Linked DNA regions of Mus musculus: regions 1, 2, 3 and 4 are each linked to region 5. A link is a contact called in public ChIA-PET and Hi-C data. All regions are on one chromosome and are shown on one strand. The core of a region is the stretch at or near the end of the contact, and the rest is flanking DNA. Distances in the headings are between cores, read along the strand shown.

Evidence for each region. Hi-C and Micro-C count contacts between places; a contact is called where the count stands out from the background. ChIA-PET counts read pairs in DNA pulled down with a chosen protein or histone mark.
Region 1: a contact with region 5 is called in a Hi-C map of pro-B cells, with 1.9 times the contacts expected there. The contact joins two enhancer-like sites. A contact is called at or near these places in 3 of 15 datasets of contacts at CTCF or cohesin (the NIH/3T3 cell line and large pre-B cells), 8 of 484 Hi-C or Micro-C datasets (CD4 T cells, LSK cells, Th17 cells and 5 more), 13 of 115 datasets of contacts at active chromatin or transcription factors (CD8 T cells, T-cell acute lymphoblastic leukemia, acute myeloid leukemia and 9 more) and 1 of 9 other capture datasets (embryonic stem cells).
Region 2: a contact with region 5 is called in an RNA polymerase II ChIA-PET map of memory CD8 T cells, with 28 read pairs. The contact joins two enhancer-like sites. A contact is called at or near these places in 3 of 39 promoter capture datasets (the HPC-7 cell line, cranial neural crest and second pharyngeal arch cranial neural crest), 3 of 115 datasets of contacts at active chromatin or transcription factors (T-cell acute lymphoblastic leukemia, large pre-B cells and memory CD8 T cells) and 1 of 9 other capture datasets (embryonic stem cells).
Region 3: a contact with region 5 is called in an RNA polymerase II ChIA-PET map of memory CD8 T cells, with 44 read pairs. The contact joins two enhancer-like sites. A contact is called at or near these places in 2 of 484 Hi-C or Micro-C datasets (bone marrow-derived macrophages and macrophages), 5 of 115 datasets of contacts at active chromatin or transcription factors (acute myeloid leukemia, cardiomyocytes, large pre-B cells and 2 more) and 2 of 9 other capture datasets (adipose tissue and liver).
Region 4: an RNA polymerase II ChIA-PET map of memory CD8 T cells shows a contact between it and region 5, with 8 times the contacts expected there. The contact joins two enhancer-like sites. A contact is called at or near these places in 1 of 484 Hi-C or Micro-C datasets (bone marrow-derived macrophages) and 3 of 115 datasets of contacts at active chromatin or transcription factors (cardiomyocytes, large pre-B cells and memory CD8 T cells).

What each region holds. Positions count from the first base shown.
Region 1 is chr10:21,465,816-21,470,072 of GRCm38.p6, forward strand. No RefSeq gene overlaps it. Among named protein-coding and RNA genes, the nearest start is that of Aldh8a1, 91 kb to the left of the region's middle. Within about 2 kb of position 2,791, at least 20 of the 459 cell types and tissues checked have an H3K27ac peak or open chromatin away from gene starts, as enhancers often do. A contact at or near this core is called in pro-B cells, where this site is marked.
Region 2 is chr10:21,416,610-21,421,227 of GRCm38.p6, forward strand. No RefSeq gene overlaps it. Among named protein-coding and RNA genes, the nearest start is that of Aldh8a1, 42 kb to the left of the region's middle. Within about 2 kb of position 2,777, at least 34 of the 459 cell types and tissues checked have an H3K27ac peak or open chromatin away from gene starts, as enhancers often do. A contact at or near this core is called in T-cell acute lymphoblastic leukemia and memory CD8 T cells, where this site is marked.
Region 3 is chr10:21,616,338-21,620,666 of GRCm38.p6, forward strand. The region is part of intron 2 of 1700020N01Rik (RIKEN cDNA 1700020N01 gene); the gene reads left to right. Among named protein-coding and RNA genes, the nearest start is that of 1700020N01Rik, 25 kb to the left of the region's middle. Within about 2 kb of position 2,949, at least 53 of the 459 cell types and tissues checked have an H3K27ac peak or open chromatin away from gene starts, as enhancers often do. A contact at or near this core is called in memory CD8 T cells, where this site is marked.
Region 4 is chr10:21,558,371-21,562,607 of GRCm38.p6, forward strand. It overlaps Gm33945 (a long non-coding RNA gene), which reads right to left. Exons shown (of 5, transcript XR_871483.2): 5 at 1,101-2,458. Among named protein-coding and RNA genes, the nearest start is that of Gm33892, 11 kb to the right of the region's middle. Within about 2 kb of position 1,566, at least 40 of the 459 cell types and tissues checked have an H3K27ac peak or open chromatin away from gene starts, as enhancers often do. A contact at or near this core is called in bone marrow-derived macrophages and memory CD8 T cells, where this site is marked.
Region 5 is chr10:21,904,427-21,908,672 of GRCm38.p6, forward strand. All of the region lies in intron 1 of Sgk1 (serum/glucocorticoid regulated kinase 1), which reads left to right. Among named protein-coding and RNA genes, the nearest start is that of Gm46215, 24 kb to the left of the region's middle. Within about 2 kb of position 2,850, at least 95 of the 459 cell types and tissues checked have an H3K27ac peak or open chromatin away from gene starts, as enhancers often do. A contact at or near this core is called in T-cell acute lymphoblastic leukemia, bone marrow-derived macrophages, memory CD8 T cells and 1 more, where this site is marked.

The DNA of each region.
Region 1 (4,257 bases), core at 1,541-4,040, 440 kb before region 5:
AAGCAAACAAGCAGACACTTGCACACAAGTGCCACTCCTCAACCAAATCTCAGTTAGATAATTAGACTGAAAACACACTGGGCAAGGATCGGATGAACACTGGCACACCTGTATGCACTGGCATGTTCTTGAGCTTCCTACACAGTTCCCATGTAAGACCTCAGTTATGTGCTCAGCGAGGGTAGAGCTATGGAGAGTCTTAGAGGTTTCACAGACCGTTCACCAGAGGGAAAAGCTGTTCTGCAACCATACCTCTTTAGTTCTAGAACTTTCTTCTTGGCTCTGGGTCAGCTGGACCCTGGGCTTCCTTGTGTGAGTTATGGAATTTCACACAGGAGTTCTGCTTGCTTAAACCTCTTGTGATCACTGATGGACACGGACACCTAGCTCCGGTGTGAGCTGTTTCCTGCCTTCATCTCTAGCAGAGATCCAAGAAGGGTGGCTTGCTCCAGATGTTTTCCATCCTGTGGTTGTTATGCCAAGGCAAGAATACAGCAGTGGGGCCAATCATGTTGCTGCGTACATTTCTGGGCCAGCGTTCCTTGTCTCTTCTTGATGCTAGTCATTAATGGAGCCTGGATCTGTTCAGTGCAGACAGGCTGTTTTCCCTTGGCCAGCTGGAAGGTTGATTGTCTGCTCTGTCTTACAGGATTTGTAAGAACCAGATGCCCCTTGTAAACAAGATTGCCCACCCGTAGCCTACCATGAAAATGCCACCTCAATAGGAGGAGAGACTTGGAGAAATCTAAAGAAATTTGGCAACATGAATCTGGGATGGGGTAGAGAAAATTTGAAAGCACAGATATTTAAGTCTACTACTTTGCAATCCTGGTTCGTGGTTTTTTTTTTTTTTTCCATTTAAGTGATGTTGGATTTCAACTTTGTCTTTTCTTCATCTAATGTAATGGTAAAAGTTTTATTTTTAATAAATATTAAAGTTCCCATTCTTTAAGAAGATAAAAATAGCAATAATCTCCAAATGCACCAGCCCCCCACTCCTCTCCCCTCTGCCCCCTGCCTCTCTCCCCTCTGCCCCCACCCCTTTCCCCTCTGCCCCCACCCCTCTCCCCTCTGCCCCCACCCCTCTCCCCTCTGCCCCCCCCCCGCCTCTCTCCCTTCTGCCCCCACCCCTCTCCCCTCTGCCCCTATCCCTCTCCCCTCTGCCCCCACCCCTGTCCCCTTTGCCCCCTGCCTCTCTCCCCTTTGCCCCCACCCCTCTCCCCTCTGCCCCCTGCCTCTCTCCCCTCTGCCCCCATCCCTCTCCCCTCTGCCCCTCTCCTCTCTGTCCCCTGCCTCTCTCCCCTCTGCCCCCATCCCTCTCCCCTCTGCCCCTCTCCTCTCTGCCCCCTGCCTCTCTCCCCTCTGCCCCCACCCCTCTCCCTCTGCCCCCACCCCTCTCTCCTCTGCCCCTCTCCTCTCTCCCCTCTGCCCCCACCCCTCTCCCTCTGCCCCCACCCCTCTCTCCTCTGCCCCTCTCCTCTCTGCCCCTTGCCCCTCTCCCCTCTGCCCCCACCCCTCTCCCTCTGCCCCCACCCCTCTCTCCTCTGCCCCTCTCCTCTTTGCCCCCTGCCTCTCTCCCCTCTGCCCCCACCCTTCTCCCTCTGCCCCCACCCCTCTCTCCTCTGCCCCTCTCCTCTCTGCCCCCTGCCTCTCTCCCCTCTGCCCCCACCCCTCTCTCCTCTGCCCCACCCCTCTCCCCTGTACCGATGGCCCAGCATCTCTCTCACTAGCTCAGTTCAGCTCCAGTGTTCACAGCTAACAAGGTTTCATTAATGTGGAATGGGAATTTGGCCTTTGCTTCCAAACAAGGCGCTGAGCTGGTGCAGCCTCAGCAGGGGAGAGCTTTCCCTTTCTTCATCTCTGTGCTTCCCTGGTGTGTAATCTTGTCTTCTGAAATAGTTGTAATCAGAACAAATTACCTCAAGAGCGGGAATGAAAAGATCTCACAGCCTTTGTGGGTATTTTGGTTTTTTTTTTTTTTTTTTTTTTTTTTTTTTTTAGTTTTCTTTAACAGCTGGCACCTTCCCTCAGTAATTGAAAATGATCCAGGAAATTTGTGTGTCCTTGGTAACATTTCTCTTGAGCATGTGAGCTGGGCTTTTAAGGTGACAGCCTTGTTTCAGCTGGTGCAGGGGGACCTGGGGAGAAGAGAAACCTGTCTCCTGGCCTGGTCCCCTTCCCTTAAGGGGAACAGAATAAAAAAGTTTTAAACAATTGGCTGTTGGGGCCTGGGGAAAGAGCCACGGGTTTATGAATCTAGACCCAAATCTTATGAGCCACAAGACAGGTTGATTTCCGAGAGATGGTGTCCTAGTTAGGTCTTATTTTGTTTTATTTTTTTTTTTTGTCAACTTGGCACAAGCTACAGTTATCTGGTAAGAGGAACCTCAGTGGAGAATCCACCTCCATCAGATTGCCTTTAGGCAAGTCTGAAGACATTTTCTTGGTTAATTGTTAACATGTGCAGCATAACCCTGGACAGGTGGTCCTGAGTTGTTTAAGAAATCAAGCTGGACAGACAAGCCATGGAAAGCAAGCCAGTAAGCACCACCATGGTCTCTGCTTCGGTTTCTGCCTCCAGGTTCCCGCCCTGCCTGAGTTCCTGTCCTGACTTCCCACAGTAATGAACAGTAATTGGGTCGCGTACGTCGAACCCTTCACAGTTGTTTTTGGTCACAGTTTTTATCACAGTAACAAACAGCGAAGACAAAGGGAGAAGCTGTTTGAGTTCACTGCTGTTCAGTGGGTGTCGGTCCCTTGGGAAAGGAGACTGAAGGATCAGCGTAGGAGTTTACGATGCCCCTGGGACATGCTTAGAGGAAACACCTGGCAGTTCAGGTGCCATTTCTGTGTACTCCAGCTAGAGATGTGTGGAAATATAGTCAGTCATCAGTAAGGTTATTTTTCTGAGCTAGGTGATAATGCCCCACGTTCATCCAGGAGGCCACGGGAAGTCTACAGAGCTGGGTGTCATGGGGCTGTTTATCATTGTTCACTAATGACAAGTCAGGTGGGGAAGACCTAACACTGACCAAGCACCGCCGTCCTGGGTCTAAGGCTCCGACACCTCTTTGCAGGGCTGCGTGGGTCCGCATGGCTTATGATGCCCAGAACATATTACCATTAATTGAATGGAAAGTGAGCAGAGATCAGCAGAACCTTGTGTTAGCCAAAACTTATATATACTTAAAGCATGGGCCTGTCTGCAAAGCCTAAGGAGAGTTCAAGAGATGATAAAGACTAAGCTGTCTGGAGAGGAGAGGATTTCACACACACACACACACACACACACACACACACACACACAACGGTTAGTGTCCTAGTTAGAATTAATCGTCAACTTGGCAGCCTACAATTACCTGGAAAAAAAAATCTCAATTGAGTAATTGTCTTTATCATGTTGGTCTTTGGGCATGTCTAACAGGATGACCCAGGCCGCTGTGGGTAACACCATTCCACAGACAGGCAGTTCTGGACTATATAAGAGAGATAGCTAATGGAATCACAGCATGAGACAGGAAAGGAGATCTAGGGTCCCACCCCTAGCCAAGAACCTCTTTGCAGCTGATACCCACTGGCAAAGGGAAAAAAAACCCTCAGTTTTTCTCCAGTGGAATTCCACTGAGTAAGTATCTCAACCACACTCCAGGATAGACCCATGCCCGGGAGTAGTTGACAAAACAAAGTCAATAGATATTTTTTGTTGACTTTTTGTTTTGGCTTTTTTTTTTTTCCATCTTTTTGGTCCTTTGCTTGTTTGTTTTGATTTTCATTTTTGAGGATTTTGTTTGCTTTGCTTTTGGTTCTTTTGAAAGAGAGAGGGAGGGAAAAAGCATTTACGTTGGGTGGGAAAGGAGATATGGAGGATCTGAGAGGAGTCAGAGGAGAAACACATTGCACGAAAATATTTCTTGTTAAAAAAGAAAGAACTCTAGCTAAACGTATGTCCAGCAAGCCAGCAAATAGCATCACCTGATGGTTTTTACCTCAAAGTCTTGCTCAAGTTCCTGCCCTGACTTTCTCAGTGATGGACTGTAACCCCTAAAATGAAACAAACCTTTTACTCTCCCAAGTTGCTTTTGGTCAGTGTGTTTTTAATCACAACAACATAAAGAAAACTAGAGCAGACAGCAATCTGTGAAACCAGCACTTTCTACTATGTAACACCAGGAATACTTTAAGCAGAGTGGACATCATAGCCCTTTGTTGGAATGAGTTTAAGGTGAGACTAGTGTGGGTCATTATTGCAGGTATCAA
Region 2 (4,618 bases), core at 1,527-4,026, 490 kb before region 5:
ATCTGCTGAGCAGCCAAGTGCAGTGGCAGTGTCCTGTGTTGTTCTGGGAGCCTCAGGCTTTCCCGACCAACAAGTTAGCAGGTGACTTTTGAGTCTCCTGGCCTGTATACATGCTCACTCCCACAAAAACACACACAAATACAAATGAGAAGCTAAGGTCTGTATGTGAGAGACACAATGTGGTGTTTGTTTTACTGAGCCTTGAGTTACTTTATATAATATAGTATTTTACAGTTCTATCAAATTTTCTGCCATTTTTTTTAATTTAATTTTTTATTGAGGAACAAATTCCACTGTGTATATGTATCACATTTTCTTTACCCCTTCATCTGCTGATGACCAGATAGGCTGATTTCACTCCCTTGCTGTTATGGATACAGCAGTAATAAGCATGCACATGTAGACATCCCTGCAGTACGATAGGGTATTGTACTGGCTGGTTTAGTGTGAACTTAACACATGCTGGAGTCATCAGAGAGGAAGGAGCCTCAGTTGAGGAAACGCTTCCATGAGATCCAGCTGTAAGGCATTTTCCCAATTAGTGATCAGTGAGGGAGGGTCCAGGACATTGTGGGTGGTGCCATCCCTGGGCTGGTGGTCCTGGGGTCTATAACAAAGCAGGCTGAGCAAGCCAGGAGGAGCAAGCCAGCAAGCAGCACCCCTCCATGGCCTCTGCATCAGCTCCTGCCTCCAAGTTCCCACCCTGCTTGAGTTCTTGACCTGAATTCCTTCAGTGATAAACAGCAATGTGGACTTATAAACTGAATTAACCCTTCCCTCCCCAACCTGCTTTTTGCTCATGGTCATTTTGTTGCAGCAATGCAGTCTTGATTAAGACAGGTATATAGTCCTATATGTCTCAGAGTGATAGAGCTCGGTCATATGGTGGTTCTAACTTTTGTCTTTAGAGAAGCGTCCACACTGATTTCCACAGCGACTGCATCCGGTTACCCTCCTAGCAACAGTGAATACGGATTCCCCTTCCCCCAGACCCTCACCAGCGTTTGTAATTCTTGATGATAATAGCCAGTCTGACTAGGGTAAAATGGAATCACGAGAGTTTTCATTTGTACTTCCTTGATAGCTGAGGATGTTGAATACTTAAAAAATATGTATCGACACTCTATAGTTCTTCAGATAATAAACAACCAAACTTCTCAGTGTCAGTCATAACCATAAAAGTCTCCAGGAAGTTTTTCTCTCTGAGCCAGAGTAATTACATTTGTAACATTCTGTTTAATCCATCCATAGCTTGAACTTATTTAAAAACATATTTATTGAGTTCATACCAATTGCTGTGCTAGGTTTTTTGATGTGGGTGTGGATAAGGCATGAGCAAAGCCCTAAACATTCACATTTCTGTGGAAAGCCAAGCACAGAACATAAGGGGAAGACACGAAACTGCCAGATACCAGTGAATTAATCAAATCAGCCAGGCATCTATGCCATCTCCACCCCTCCGGACTTTGTGTGCATGTGTGAGTGTAAAAGTGAGTGTACATGTGCATATTAATGTGTGTGCAAGTGTGTATGTGTGCATGTGAATGTATATATGTGTATGAGTGTGTGTATGTGTGTCTGAGTGTGTGTATGTATATGTGTGTGAGTATGTGTTTGAGTGTATGTATGTAAGTGTGTGTGTGTGTGTGTGTGTGTGTGATGCTGAAATTTTAATGTTATTAATGTTATTTCACTGAGCTATATCTCCAGCTCTAAATTCCCTTTCTAGGTTCATGGTGGAAATTAAGCAATGCTGTTGGACAGGAAAACAGGTCATGTTTAGGGTCTACTAGTAAAGTCTACATATGGCTTAGTGACCTTGACTAGAGATATACAAATACTTGCTCACCCAAAAATACATAATAAAAGGCATTTTCTGTTATTAGCCTACATCTATCCTTGTTTCCAAGCCAATGGAATCCCATTTGCTTGGCTTCTTTGGTTTCAGGGGTGTAGAATATACCCTTGGATTCTGTGATTGACAAATGATTATCCTAAACTAATTTACCAATTTCAACTAGGGTGAGTTATATGATGTTCAAAAGTTGGCAACTGGTTTAGGAATGGTTGTGGGGTCCAGTTTTAGCCAATGAGACAACACAGAGAATGCTTAGGGATGCTTCTGGAAAAGTTCTTTCTTTCCTTATAGAGGAGAGACAAGCCTTGCTGGCATCCCTTGCTCCCCCCTGGAGCATACCCTGATATTGCAGGCGAAACAGGCACACTGTGACCAAGAGCAAAGAACCAGGATGAAAGCGTCTGCTAAGTATTATGGGTATGAAAAGATGGTGTGAGCTATGGTCTCCCGGGATGTCATTGAGCAGCAAGGCGAGCCCAGGGCCTTCTGCTTCCATGTTCAGACTTTTGTGTGAGAAGTCTTCTGTTACTCACTGGCTGAAGCATCCCTAACTGATATGGTGCACTGGTCAGGTTTAATATACCCGTTGACATAATTGAACATTGGAAACTCATTATTTACCTACCAAATACTTCCTGATGAACATCAGGTATCAGAACCAGTGTGGAATAAGAACAAGAAGAGGAGATTCTAAACGCAGGTGTGATCTGTAATCTCTGTCATTGTATTGGCTGGATTGAGAAATACCCAGAAAGAGCCCACTGACTGTATCAGTCAGGCTGTTTCCAGAGAGGTTAACGGAGGACGGAAGTCCCACCCCGAGTGGAGGTTGAACCACATCAGAGGCTGCCATCCTGAGCTGAGTAAAGCACAAAACAATCAGCACCCGCATTCACGGCTCTCGACCTTTGCTGCAGGCACACTGTGAACTTCCGCTTCACGCTGCAGGCACACTGTGAACTTCCGCTTCACGCCGCAGGCACACTGTGAACTTCCGCTTCACGCTCCTGACCTGTGTGTTCCCTGCCAGGGTGGATTGCATCTTCAAACTGTGAGTCAAAATAACTTTGTCGTTCCTTGAGACATTTCTGTCAGGCATTTTATCAGAACACTGAGAACTGTAGTTATAGGAAATAAGATAAAATATAGGCCCCATTTGGTATCAGTACAATCAAAGCGAACAAATACAGGACCAAGGAGACCTTGTTTACTTGAGCTTCCAATAAAAACAAACAAACAAACAAACAAATCCTTGCTTTACTCAAGTCCAGCACAGAACAAGACTGCACTTCTCCAGGCTTTGTGTGCTCCATGAACCAAGCACTCGGAGGGAGGGATTATCATCCGGTTTGGAGCTTTGATTCCTGGGGCAGTTTTAGCAATTTAGAGTTTGCACCCTCACTTACAGAAAAACATTGGTGTAAAATGAGCGTAGTGATTTAACCTTAGAATAAAAAATGTGTTGGGGACAATGAGTGAGCTCTGAGATGTACATCAGAGCGCTTGCAAACCCCTGACCAGTCTTGCGCACTGGATAAGGCCCTGAAGCAAGCAGGCTTTTTATAAGGTCGCCACACATATTCTTAGTGTCCTGAGAGGGGGAGCTGCCCACCCTTTGCTATGCCAGAAAGTTAAATAATCCATTAGTTTATTTATTTATTATGAATTATTTGTAAGATATTATGAAATTTAACCAAGTCATTTCTGAAGCCTTGTTCACTGCCATCTTTAACCCCCTGCTTTGTTTTTCCTGGGCTTTGCGTCTGAATCCTTTTCTGGCGTTTTCTCTTCATCCTCTTCAATTCCTCATTGAAGGCGCTCCCTTGGCTTAATATTTAGAAATGTCTTATTAGTATACTCATCAACACGAAAATGTATCAAAGAGCCAGATTTCTTTTCTGATTTCAATTACATACCTGTGGTCTTAAACCTCTCTTTTGCTTTGGGGTATATTTTCCTACCTTACAGCCACTTTCTTCTGCTTATAACTGGCAGCTAAGTTAGCCTAGGATACGGTTTATGGTGCTTTGTTTTCTTTCCCAGAATCTTCAACGCCTTTAAACCGAGTAACCTTATCTTTGCCTTTATTCAATGGTCGGCCTGCGTTTCAACTTCCCTTTCCTCCCTTATCTCAAGCTATTCTCTGAAAAAGCCCTACTCAGGTTAAATCGCTCTTCCGGGTGGCCCTTCAAGCACGGGCCATTTCTTCCTTACCAAAAGCAAGAGCACATTTTTTTTTTCCTTACCACGAGTGTTGTGTGTTTGCTGAGATTTCTCTCAGCACTGAACGCCATCCAAACGTCATCATTTTGCCATATGTACTTCCACACAACGTTCTCTAGTCCTGTCCACACCATTTGGGGGTCACATTTTGTTTGTTGACTGGCACTTTTTAAAATTGCTACTTGATTGGTCTGTTTTTCGTCCCAAGTGTCTGAGTTTCGAGAAAAGGAGGGCGTGGCACAGCGCGTGCGCAAACCTGTCTATACAGTACCTTGAGTTTAACAAAACTCAGAAATGCCAGAAGCCTTCCCCCAAGGGTTGAAGTCTCTCGCTCTCAAAGGAGACTTGGTCAGGTCAGGGGCAGGTTGATTAATAGGATCTGAGTTAAATGGCATGGAACCTGTAAGCCTGGCTGTGTGCAGTCTGACTAAGTGAGCTCTCGTGGTACACATCATTGAGGCTAGCTCAGGGAGAACACGAGATAGCAGACAAGAGTGGCACACATTTTTTTTTACTTACCAGATGTAGCACCACTTC
Region 3 (4,329 bases), core at 1,699-4,198, 290 kb before region 5:
GCACTCACATACACTGGAATATCTGTTATCCTCGAGTTCTTGACTCTACCAATTTGGTAACCAATGTTAATTATTTAGTTACTGTAAATAAAAGTAACCCTTGGCCTATCTAGGACTGTAGAGGGTGCCCATAAGCTGCATAGTGTGCCCAAATTCTACCAACTCTTCCCCTAGATTGAATGCTGGCTGAAGATGATGGGTTCAACTCTCAGATGATTCTGATGGTAGATGTACGTGTTTGTGCGAAGGCAGTTAAGCTTAGCTTCAGTTTCTTAATCTCTAAAGCAGTAACAGAAGTGGCCTGCTGTCCCTGCCAAGGGTGATGGAGAGTAAATGAGCACCGAGCTCACAGCGTGGCTCTGGGCATACACTAACAGTTCTGTAACTAGTGTTCTAGCATGACTGCTGACTCAGATGAGATTAAACCTCTGAAAAGTGGACTTATTGTGGTGAAGCCACAGCCCTCCTTATTGAAATCTACCTGTCTGAAGTCTTAACCTAGAGGCTTCAATGGAGCAGGAGAAAATTGGCTTGACTGGCCCCACTTTAAATCCCTGAAGTCCTCCCACTCCCTAAGGTGAATAGTTTACACTGTCTCCCCTAGCCTCAAACATCTGCAGCCCTCACTCTTCCCTAATACTCTCACTGCTCATGTCAAGGCCATGTTTCCTTTCTGTAACTAAGAACAGGCTGCTGTACCCTTGGCAAAAGTCACCCTTGAGTAAAACTTTCTCAGAGAGCTCTGTGATACATCATGTACTTAGAGGCTGAGTGTCTGTGTTCCCTTCCAAAATGCATGTGCTTGAGCCTTGCCCCTCTCTGTGATGGTGTGCAGAGATGGAGCCTTTGGGAAGTGCTCAGGCTTAAATTAGGTCATAAGGATGTTGCTTTCATGGTTGGATCAGTTGGCTTAAAGAGACAAGAGGTTTTCTGTCTCCACATACCCATCAAAGAAAAACTATTTGTATATACAGTTTTTCGACAGCTGCTTAAAAGTCAGAAAGGAATTAGTCACCAGAACCTGACCATGGCAACACCATGATCCTGGATTTCCAACCCCAAAACTTTGAGAAATGAGTATCTTCTCTTCAAGTATCTGTATTATAACTGTATTACTGCAGTGTGTTGATAAGTCTTCATCAGCTAGACTCACCTGGGAAGAAGGAATCTCAATTGAAAACTTGTCTCTATCAAACTGGCCTGTGGCACGTCTGTAGAGAATTTTCTTGATGTTGGAGTGTCCAGTCCACCGTGGACTCTGGCATCCCTGGGTAGGTGGCTTTGGTTCGTGTCAAAAAGCATGACGAGGAAGCTGTGAAGAGCAAGCCAGTAAGCTGCACTGCTCTGTGGTTTGTGCTTCAAGCTCCTGCCTTGAGCTCCTGCCTTGGCTCCACTCTGTGATGGACTGTCATGTGCTGTGTGAGCCAAGTAAACTTCTTTCTCATGTTGCTTTTGGTCTCAGTACATCATCATAGCAACAGAAAAGCAAACTATACCAAGCAGTCTGAACCAGCAAGGCCTAGCTCAGCGAGTCTTCAGAGTGCTAAGAGTTTCTAAGGGGTCTTGCAAGTTTTCCAAAAAGATGTAGATAAGGAGACTGATATAGGCATATGGATGACACCCACAGTATCCTGTTCTGTTGTTTAGCATGTTTGCCTTCCTTTGTAATTCCCCTCTGTAGCAATAGGTCAACAGGTACAGTGTTGAAACACTTGAGAAGTTTTCATAAGGCTTTTATTTAAGATGTGTGCTAGGCATGGTGACTCAAGATCATAATCTTATCTGTCAGCAATATGTGTTAGGCAAGAGAATTTGAGGCCATCCTAGATTATATAGTGAGACCCTGTCTAACCTTTCTTTCTTTTTTTTTTTTTTAAAGATTTATTTATTTATTATATGTAAGTACACTGTAGCTGTCTTCAGACACTCCAGAAGAGGGAGTCAGATCTTGTTACGGATGGTTGTGAGCCACCATGTGGTTGCTGGGATTTGAACTCTGGACCTTCGGAAGAGCAATCGGGTGCTCTAACCCACTGAGCCATCTCACCAGCCCCTAACCTTTCTTTCTTTACTTGAACACATGCGTACATGTGTGTGTGCGCACGCACACACACACACACACACACACACACACACACAGGTATATAAAATTATGTAATACTATACAAAAACTCTTAAAAAAAACCCATTTTAACATAAATAGAATTCTGCCATTTTTTTCTAGGTCAACACTATACAAGTTACCTAGGTTAATAGGAAATTAACAATAGTGACCTGTCATAACATACTTATTAGTTAATATATAGTGATGAGAGAAGAAATATAATGATGTTAATTTCTTGTAAACATTTCATAATTTTATTTTACCACCACCAAGAGAACATACACTTTATTATATCTTTCAAGTAATGTTGAACATTCACACTTAGGTAGTATTCTGCCTAGTTTGTAGCCTTTAGTAGTCCAGAGGATGCTCAGAGATTCAAAGTATACTCTAAATTTAGTCCAAGTTTTAAAACTGAAAATGAAAGTGCAGTCCTCGGCCAACTATTGATCTCCCACTTAGAGAATGAAAACAAAGGCAGGCATCTCCAGCTGCTTCTCCTAGCACTGGAATTCATGCCCAGGATGACACAGACATCAGAAATGCTTGTTTAACTCTGTAGATGACATCACTCTCTCTCTCTCTCTCTCTCTCTCTCTCTCTCTCTCTCTCTCTCTCTCTCTCTCAAGTATTCCTTACAGGATACCAGGGACTTCTAAACCTAAGGAGATGTACTCTTAATTAGCTAGGATATTATTATAGCGGTGTCTGTTAGGAGAAGCTAGATAGCAGTATGCTTTTTCTAAGTTCATTGTCTTTATACAGCAAGCATTCATTCTCCTGTGTTCGTGCCTCATGCACATCAGCAGCAAACTCTGCTCAGCCTCTCAGGGCCCCAGAGTCAAAAGGAAACTTAGTGAAGTGTGTGCTAGCTTGAACACTGCCAGGCATTGCACATGCGCTGTCTCTTCACATCTACGCCATTGTCAAAAGCAAGTGACCACACTTTGGTTTAAAAGTAAAGGGGTGTGGCAGCTGACTTCTAGGATGTGTCCAGAGGAGCAACAGGAGTATTTGTAAACAGCTCTGATGACTAACTCAAGGTTCTGTTGCCATGTGCTGAGAACCCCACACCCCAGATTTCCCCATGTTTCTGATATGTGTATATGTAAGTGCCTGTGTGTCTGTGTTTGTGTGCACACATATAGAATTACAGCAATCATAAAATGAGAATTCTATCAGAACACAGCTATCTCAATTAGAAATTTGGATACAGGGGCTAGAGAGATGGCTCAGTGGTTAAGAGCACTGACTGCTCTTCCAGAGGTCCTGAGTTTAATTCCCAGCAACCACATGGTGGCTCACAACCATCTGTAATGGGATCTGATGCCCTCTTCTGGTGTGTCTGAAGACAGCTCCAGTGTACAGTGTATTCATACACATAAAATAAATCTTTTTTTTTTTTAAGTGATTTTCCTGGGTTCCCCTTTCAAGGTGGTTCTGTCACTTGCCTTGTATACTAGTGTGTGCCAGGGGTCCTCATTCCTCTCTGTGGTCTTCTCCACGGAGTGGCTTGTGTAAAACCAGTCAGGGTGGTGCATGCCTTGAGTCCTAGCCGTTAGGTGTCGGTGAGGCAAGTGTCTGTGAGTTTGAAGCTAGCCTGGTCTACATAGTGAATTTCATGCCAGCCTGAACTTAACATTGAGATCCTGTCCCCCTGCCCCTCCAAAAATAAAGTTCTCCATACAGAATGGCTTATGTGACCTCATGGCCTCTTCCTAACCTAAGTTGACAAGGCAAGATGCCTCCACTTCTTTTATATCCTCACTTTGAGAGTCACCTGTTAATACCTAGAGTACTGTGGTGACTGTGAAATCTGGTGAAGAGAGGACACTGCATAGGGCCATGAATAGTGGAAGACCAACACCACCATCCTTACTTGTAGCAGCTTCATCCCCTTTACACTGACCTGGCTATTTAAGGGGATACAGTGACTGTGTAGCGTGGATAGAAAGATGAGAACAGAAAGGGTGTGGTACTGCTACAGAGCACGATGGGAGAAGACACGGTAGGTAGATCGCCTGCCAAGCAGGGGGAGCTGTAAAATGATGCCAGGGGTCAGCTGAAGGTCGGGGCTAAGCATTCTAGATGGAGAACCAGTGCAGAGTTTGGGTGTGATGCAAGGTTGAAATTGTACTTTTTTTTTGAGGCTAGGTGCCACTATGTAGCCCAGGGTAGCACACTCCCACCTTAGCTAAGTGTCGGGATTGCAGGCACCCAATGCT
Region 4 (4,237 bases), core at 316-2,815, 350 kb before region 5:
TTTGTGCTTTATTCAGTGCTATGCTGGTCATTCATGCCGGAAGATAAAGAGGCTGTCTTTTGGTGAGTAAAAATAAAAGGGAGAGAGGAGGATGCAGACAGGATAGAGGAGCTGGAGGATGAGGGATGCAGGAAGGATGGAGGAGCTGGAGGATGAGGGAAGCAGGATGAAGGAGGAGCTGGAGGATGAGGGATGCTGCTGGACACACGCTGGCCTTTGCACCCTGACTGTCCTTACTTGCTAAAGACTTAGACAGCATCCAGCCCTTCACTGTCAGCAGAAATCAGAGAAAGTGAGGCTCATGAGCTTCCAGCCCTCCTGAGGCCCTGTTGGTGGTAAAACCAGTGGGAAGGAGGGGGATTAATTTTCCTTATAATTTTAGCCACTGCTAAGTTGTCCATGATCAAATAAATAACCACTCACCCATGCCAATGGGAGCAATCAATGTAATTAAACTCAGGCAGGAAAATAGGAACACATTAGAAAGAAGGGGTAGTTCAGAGGGAGTGGGGAAGAGGAGAGAACAGGTGAGAATGATCAAAATATATTCTACCGTTTTGAAATTGTGAAGCAATCAATTACAACATGCATTTTAAAATATAAGTGGAAGTGAAAAATCTGGAGTATGTTTGGATCATGCGGTCATTTCATCTAAGCCTATACAGTAAAAAGGAACCAACATCAAATAAAATTTAATTCAGCTTTAAGCAGCCTTGTGAAAGTGTGTGTTCAGGTAGCTAACTTTGCAGTGAGTGGCTTTCTCCTACAGAATTGTGATTTATTTTACATATAAAGACATCCTGACTTGTGCTTTCAGAAGAGATGTTTGAGGGATACAAGAGATAACGGTGAACTTCTCTTCCTCAGCAGATTGCCATGCTATTATCCATAGATGCCCCAAGGCTAAAGCATTACAGTTTATTTTTAAACTATTTGAATCCCCACCCTCCCACAGTCCCCCATATGGCAAATTCTTGGTTTCAAGGGAATCTTTTATTTGTATGTGATGTGTGTGCACGGGTGTGTGTTTTAGGTAAGTAGTGTACAATGAGAAGAAGAGAAAAAAAAATTTATTTATTTTAATAGATGTTTATTTGTCCTAAAAATCTGGATAGAAATGTAAGTAATGTATTAACCTACTTTTCCAATCAAAACCATAATTCTTATAACACAGGACTATTCAGTGTTATGGTTCAGTTCTGCGACAATTGTCCTTGGAATGCATGGGGTGCTGAGACCCATGTGCACATCCTAACCTAGTCATTCCTTGAGAAGTAGGAGCCGCGGGTTTTAGTATCCCCACCGGAGTTTACTCAGCAGGCATGCACAGCAGCTGATCTTATAGCATGTGGTTTTAAATACAGAAATACAGAACCTGGGAGGAAAATGGCTGCCGGTAGGACAAGTTCATTTCTCTCTGAAGAGATCAGGACGTTCGTTGTCTTCGGAGTTGCACATTTTTACGCGCGTAGAGGAAAGAGCAAGGCAGCGGAGGCTGCTGTACCACCAACGGTGCTGAGGATACATCAGAGGGTTCACGTCTGAGCCATAAACCAGCCACCAGACACGCAGGGTGATTAACGGCTTCCGGAGCAGCAGCCACAAATAGATGACAGTGGAGGCTGAGAACACGGGTGGGGGTGGAAATGGACTACAGAGGGAGCATGTGGAGAGGAGCTTCCAGCCACCGTGTGCTGTGATAGAACAGCACTGTAGACCTTTCATTGCCAGATAGAGCCACTGTGAATTGTCCTGAGAACGTAGCTTATTGGATGAAGTTGGTGAAGAAGCAAACAAGGCCACAGACTGTACTGTAGTCAGAAGCGACATTTGGGAGTCTAGACCCTGTCTCTGAGGGCAGTGGTCTGAAAACTCGGCTCCTCCCGGGCATTCCTTTCCCAGAGTCCTCGATGCTCTGGTTGTCTTGACTGATCAGAGCCCCTTGTGGAATGTTTTGGTTTTCAGTTTCTCACATGTGAAGTTGTATTACCTGTTTTTTCTCACTGCTACGACGGAACACTGGGGAAAGCACCCACACTCTTCAGTCTCTCCCAATACATCTCTTGTGTGATATTTATTTTGTGGTGTGGCTTTGTGACATTCCTTGGCTTTCTACTACCAGGATACCTTTTCCCTCAGAGCTGCAACACTTGAAGGCAGGATTAGGAGAAAAATATTGCTTTTTCCAGGGAATGGGGGTGGGACAAGAGGTATCAAGGTGGAGCTGGTGCCATGGGAGTTAATGTGAAGGCAGAAAGTGGCTTACTGTGTTCTGAGAACAAGGTGTAATGTAATTAGGTATAATGAGGCCAGAGTCATGTGGTATGGAAAGACAGAGAGTCATCAAGTGAGCATCAGATTTCTCCAGTATGCAACAGGATGTTGGACAGATCCTTGGCAGGGAGTCACATCAGGATGTTTTCCAGAGAAATCCACCTTGAGGGTAGACATCCCATGCCTTGAAAAACAGCATGAGCATTACAGAAGGGAAGGACTGGCTAGAGAACAGAAGGTTTTAATAACATCAGGACAGGTAATGACAGCAGGTTGTAGGTGTGAGAGAAAATGTGGAACACTACCCTGAGCTCATGCGCTACTCCAGATATGGCAGGCCCCAGGTGACTAAGTTCACCGAAGCCAGTCACAAGAAAGGGCATAATGCTATTCTTGGTGTTCAGTGATCCTTGTGTTCAAGCACAGATCTCTTAAAATGCACAGATGGAACAATTCCACCCTCCAAACTTATATAGCATGTTATTGTCAATCACATCTCCTAAATATGATCACACCGTCACATTGGCTGAAACACATTCCTTCTTTGGAAAGCAAGTATGCTTTGGACCAGAAATGTAGGACTAATCCAGTGAGAATCAGGCATTTCCTGCACTCCCACTCAGGACACATCGAGTGGTGGGTTAATTTCACTGTTCTACCCTAATAAGTGTATGAGAGGAATTTGAATAGGATATGAAGGAAAGGAAGGAACAGGCACAAGAAATGCTTAGATGCTTGCTGCTCCATCTCCCTCCCACTCTCAGGATATTTCTGGGACCTGTGGATCTTGGATTGTTGATTTTCCTAGTCCACATTGCCTGCAAGGAGTTTCTGCTGGCAGACAGAGGGCAGGAGTCCAACAGAGCCATCTCTGCTCAGAGCAGTAACCATACTTCAACATCACCCTGTGGCATGGAACTGTCACTCAATGCAAAGAAAACTATGTCTTGGGTTTCTGGACCCCTGCTTCGTCTCCATGGAGGCTGTCATATCTCATTTCAGGAAAACCCTCTCAATTTATCAGGAGAAGAGAGCACAGGAAATGAAAATCCAAGGGTGCAGAGAACCTCTCTCATTTACCAAGACAAACACTAGGGAAGTATGTAGAGAACCAGAAACAGCCATTTGTTCAACTGCCTTGAAGGATTCATTATCCTGGCAGTGCTCCTCTTGGGAACATAGTAGGGCAGGTGGTAATGACAAATTGTTGATTCAGACCTCAGACGCCTGGCACAGGCTTCCCATAGGTCACAGACTGGAGTTACACTTGAGAATAAGCTCACAGCATCCTTTAGAGCCCCCACAGAATACAGAGCTAGACAGGACATTGATTACAAACTAAAGGTAATTGGTAACATTGTTCTCATTCCATTAACTTGTGGGAATTCAGGACCACTCTGAACACAAAAGAGTGAAAGTGAAGAAGACACGTGATTTGATCTTCCTGTTTACCAATGATGAGACTTTCTGAAGAGCAGAGCTGAATGCGTTCGATTCCTGACTACTGTCTCTAAGCAGGGCACTCATCATGCATTAATTAAATCATCTAATTCTAAATAACCTTTCTGCGGGTAACTTACCTAAGTTTGGAGTTGTTTGGTTGGTTAGTTGCTTGGTTTATTTTTGTTTTGCTTTTTAAATCAAAGAAATATGGCAATATAGTTTCATTTTAATCCCATGTGTGGGATAGGGCCTGCTTCAGATCTGATTGCTTCAGATAAGCACAAGGCAAATTGACTATGATTTGCCTCATGCTCTAATAGGGGTGTGATTTTTGTCAGTGATAGATTCTGCAACTGTGTGGAATTCTGGGAACTTTTCAAAGAGTATATAAATGCCAGGGCCCTGAGAAGTAGAGGTAGGTTGGTTGCTGTTGGTTGTGGTGTGTTAAGTAGTTGTGTGCAAAGAACTAAAAATTAAATATCCTTGATGTTGAAGATCGAACTTGCCCCAAGGAACTCAA
Region 5 (4,246 bases), core at 1,600-4,099:
AACCTTTTTTGGAGTCGAAAGACCCTTTCACAGGGGTCACCTAAGACCATTGGAAAACAAAGATATTTACATTATGATTCATAAGAGTAGCAAAGTTACAGTTATAAATTAGCATTGAATTAGTTTTATGGTTCAGGGCCGTCAGGACAGGAGGAACTTTCCAGCCTTAGGACAGTTGAGAACCATTCCTTTAAGGTTTTGTAAGCGCAATCTTTCCTTTTGTCTACAAAGTAACAAAAGGTCACTTAGTTACCTCTAAGAGTGAATACTTTCTTTTCTCTCTTTTAAAATTTGTTGTTGTTGTTAATGTTTTGAGACAGAATCTTGGGCTGGCCTTGAACTCTGTAACTAAAGATGACCTGGTCCACTTCCCTGGGATTGTAGACATGTGCTACAGCGCTCTGTTTTATGCAGTACTGTGGATCAAGCCTAGGCTTTCATGCATGCTTGGCAAATGTGTAGTAACAGAGCCCCCAAGACCGAATAATTTGCACAAAAGGATTTGTTCTTTGTGTAAGTTCTAATGGCTGGATTATTTGCTCCTGGACTTCTAGAAGAAAGCCATTGCCTTCTTCTCTCTGAAACTGTGGCATACACGCGCACACTGCAGCACACTGCATATCAATATGTAATGTGCAAGATATAAATGGAGACTGTCCACAGAATTCATTACAAGTCTTGGTCTGATGCCCACAGTCCTCAGCAATGGGCTCACTATCAACTCCTCTTCTTCCTCCCTGTCCTAAATCATTCTTTCCTTCCTGCCTTCCTGCCTGCCTTCCTTCAAATATACTGTACTCATTGAGAACTATGTGTTTATCATCTGCCAGGTGTTAGACATAATGTGGCCAACACACACAGATTCTAGGCAGGGCATGCCCCAGGTGGGAAGATATCAGTAATGTCTGGAAGGTGACATATAGACTTATGTATCTAAAGCAGAGAGACCAAAACTAGAGGCTACATTTGAAGAGTGTATTAGTTAGGGTTTCTATTGCTGCAACAAAGCATCATGACCAAAAAGCAAGAAGAGGAGGAAAGGGTTTCTTTGGCTTACACTTCCATAGTTGCTATTCATTATTAAAGGAATTCAGGACAGGAACTCAAAACAGGGAAAAGATCCTGAGCTGATTTGGAGGCCATGGAGGAATGCTGCTTACTGGCTTGCTCTCCCTGGCTTGCACAGCCTGCTTTCTTATAGAACTCAGGACTAACAGTCCAGGGATGGCACCACCCATAATGGCTTGAGCCCTCCCCCCATTAATCATTTATTGAGAAAATGCCTTATAGCTGGATCTCATGAAGGCATTTCCTCAACTGAGGCTCCTTCCTCTCTGGTGATTCTAGGTTGTGTCACCTTCACACACAAAACTAGTTGGTACAGAGAGCAGAGTAGCCTGTAAACAGGATGTGGTCTTGTGGGCGCTGTACATCTAAAGTACAGTGAGATTTTCATTATAGGGAGACCTATCAGCCTGATGTTCTTCCTTAGCCCTAAAATTCAGACAGAACTATTAAGCATAGATAAATTTTTTGCCTCAGGCCAGCTTTTTCTTTTTTTTTTTTATTATTTTATTTTTTTTGTTAACAAAAGGGAGGAGATGTAGTCTCCCCTCCCCCAGCCTGAAACCTGCTTGCTCAGGGGTGGAGCTTCCTGCTCAATCGTTCTACCATGCCCACTGCTGGAACCTGCCGCTTTGCTGTTTGGAGCCGTGCATGTGGTCACCCTGCTATTGGACCCCAAGACTAATTGGCGGGAATCGGGCCCCCTTCCCCTGCTTTATAATTGCGTGCGGAACAGTAAAATTGAACTTTGATCAGAATGACTGTCTTAGCTACATTTCTTTATCTCGCCACCTAGCCCCTCTTCTCTTCCAGGTTTCCAAAATGTCTTTCCAGGCTAAAACCCATGTTGTGATCTGCTGGCCGGACACAACATAGTACAAAACTCTAAACTAACTAAAATAAAACCTTAAATTAACATAAAATATACTGCTAGCAGTTTTATCTGGAGTATATTTGAGAGTATAGATCTGGGGGTATATTGAGTTGAGTCAATTACATCATTGAAATCAGTTTTCTGCTGGCAGAGGCAGGCAGATCTCTGTGAATTTGAGGCCAGCCTGGTCTCTGTATCAAGTTCTAGGACAGCAGAGCAACATAATGATACCCTGTCTCAAAAAACAAAACAAAACAAACAAACAAACAAAACCCAGCTAATTATTTTCATTTTCCCTTTTCCTTTATTCAGTGCAGAATCTATAAAATGATTTCTGAGTTTCACATGCTATCCCTATGGGAAGCACACTTCTCGCCAGACTGTGCACTTCTCAGTAGTGAACGTGGGTTCAATTATTTATCTAGACAGCCCCTCAAGGAATATTCATTTGTCCACGGTAAAGACTGAGTTCTGCTTAAATTCATTGACATTTTCTGAACGTTTTCTAAAATCATACTTTGCAATTTTAACAGGCTGCTCCCCCCCCCCCAACCCCACTTCCCCTTCTAAAAGACACAGCCAGAACTCCACAGTAAAACTAAGACATAGTTTTCTCCCTGGGCTGGGAAGGCTGAGAGCATGGGACCTGTGGAGTAGCCTGGCAAACGGGCTCAGCCACTGCTGCCTCAGACTCGACTCAGGCAGGTGTCTGTTTCCAAAACAAGACCTCCGACTGCAGAGTCACAGCAGGACAAGAGGATCTTTGTGGCTTCACATGGGGTCTGTGGAAAAACTCAGAGGTTAAAGTTGAAATGAAACTGATATCCAAAGGGCCTTTGTAGTTACTGCAGGCTCTGCCGCTCTGCTCTGCCTAGCACCTACAAGGGTTTGTGAGTAAGGAAGTAAACTGTGGTTTCCTTACTGATGGAAACTTCCCAGTGTTGGCTTAGATGTATTGAATACAGAGCCAGAGAGAGGGCTGAAGGGTAAAGTGCTTGTCACTTCCACGACAGAGTTTAATCTCTCAGCCCCTCATGGTGAAAGGAGAGAATAGACTCCAGCAAAGTGTCCTCTGACTTCCATATGCACACTACTGTGTGTGTGTGTGTGTGTGTGTGTGTGTGTGTGTGTGTGTATGTGTGTGTACATGCATGGCTTATAAAACAAAATTAGGGGGCTGGAGAGATGCCTCAGCAGTTAAGAGCACTGACTGCTCTTCCAGAGGTCCTGAGTTCAATTCCCAGCAACCGCATGGTGGCTCACAACCATCTGTAATGAGATCTGATGCCCTCTTCTACTGAGTCTGAAGAGAGCAACAGTGTACTCATATACATAAAATAAATAGATAAATCTTTAAAACAAAATTAGATCCTATGGACAGTGCCAAAGACATGAAGCTTTTACAGTAGGAGAAAAAAATGCTTAGCACTTCCTAACACCCCATCTTATGACAGTCTTCCCTTGGTTTAGTGGCTGTCTCATGGCCTATTCAGCCCTTGTTCCAATGACTCCTTCTTGTGTGAGGGACCTTACCACAGAATGTTAGAAGCACCTCTCTGCCACTTACAGTACCTGTGCTTGTAAGCTTTGCTTGTAAGCTTTGCTTCGGAAAGGGTGTGGCTTTAATGGCTCTCTCTCCAGGTTCCTCTCTACTTCTTTCTCATGTCACTGCTTCCTCCAGCCCTGCCTGTTCCTGTTGGCCTCCAAGCTGACGACCTGTCAGAGGGCTCAGCTGAATGTCTTATGGCCAAATTCCTCCCAAAGTATTCTCAGAAGGTTGTAGATCAAATGCATCTCCCCGGATTCCTGTGTTTGGAAATGATCTCCACATTCCCTGATAATTAATGTATTTGGAGATACAGCCTTTGAAAATAGCTATAGCAGCAGTTCTCAACTTTCTACATGCTGCAGTTCCTTAATGCTGCAGTTCCTGGTGTTGTGGTGACCCACCCTCTACCCCTCCCCCCAACCATAACATTGTTTCGTTGCTATTTCATAGTTCTGCTTCTGTTATGAATTATAATGTAAATATCTGATGTGCAGCCCCATGGGTCTCAACCTACAGGTTGAGAATCACTGACCTAGAGCATCCAAGGATGCTACCAAGTATCACCAGCAAGTCTGACTGTGCACAGCAACCTAACAGACGTGGTGTTAGAGGCTCAGAAGCAGTTAACTGGTGCAGCATATGCATACATACCCACACGGGATCTATGGGACTACAGACAAGCAGGATTTGAAGTGGCCTACTTTTACCAGTTGGTATGTAAGGTTTGAGACACATTCAAAGCAGTTAATCAGATTAGC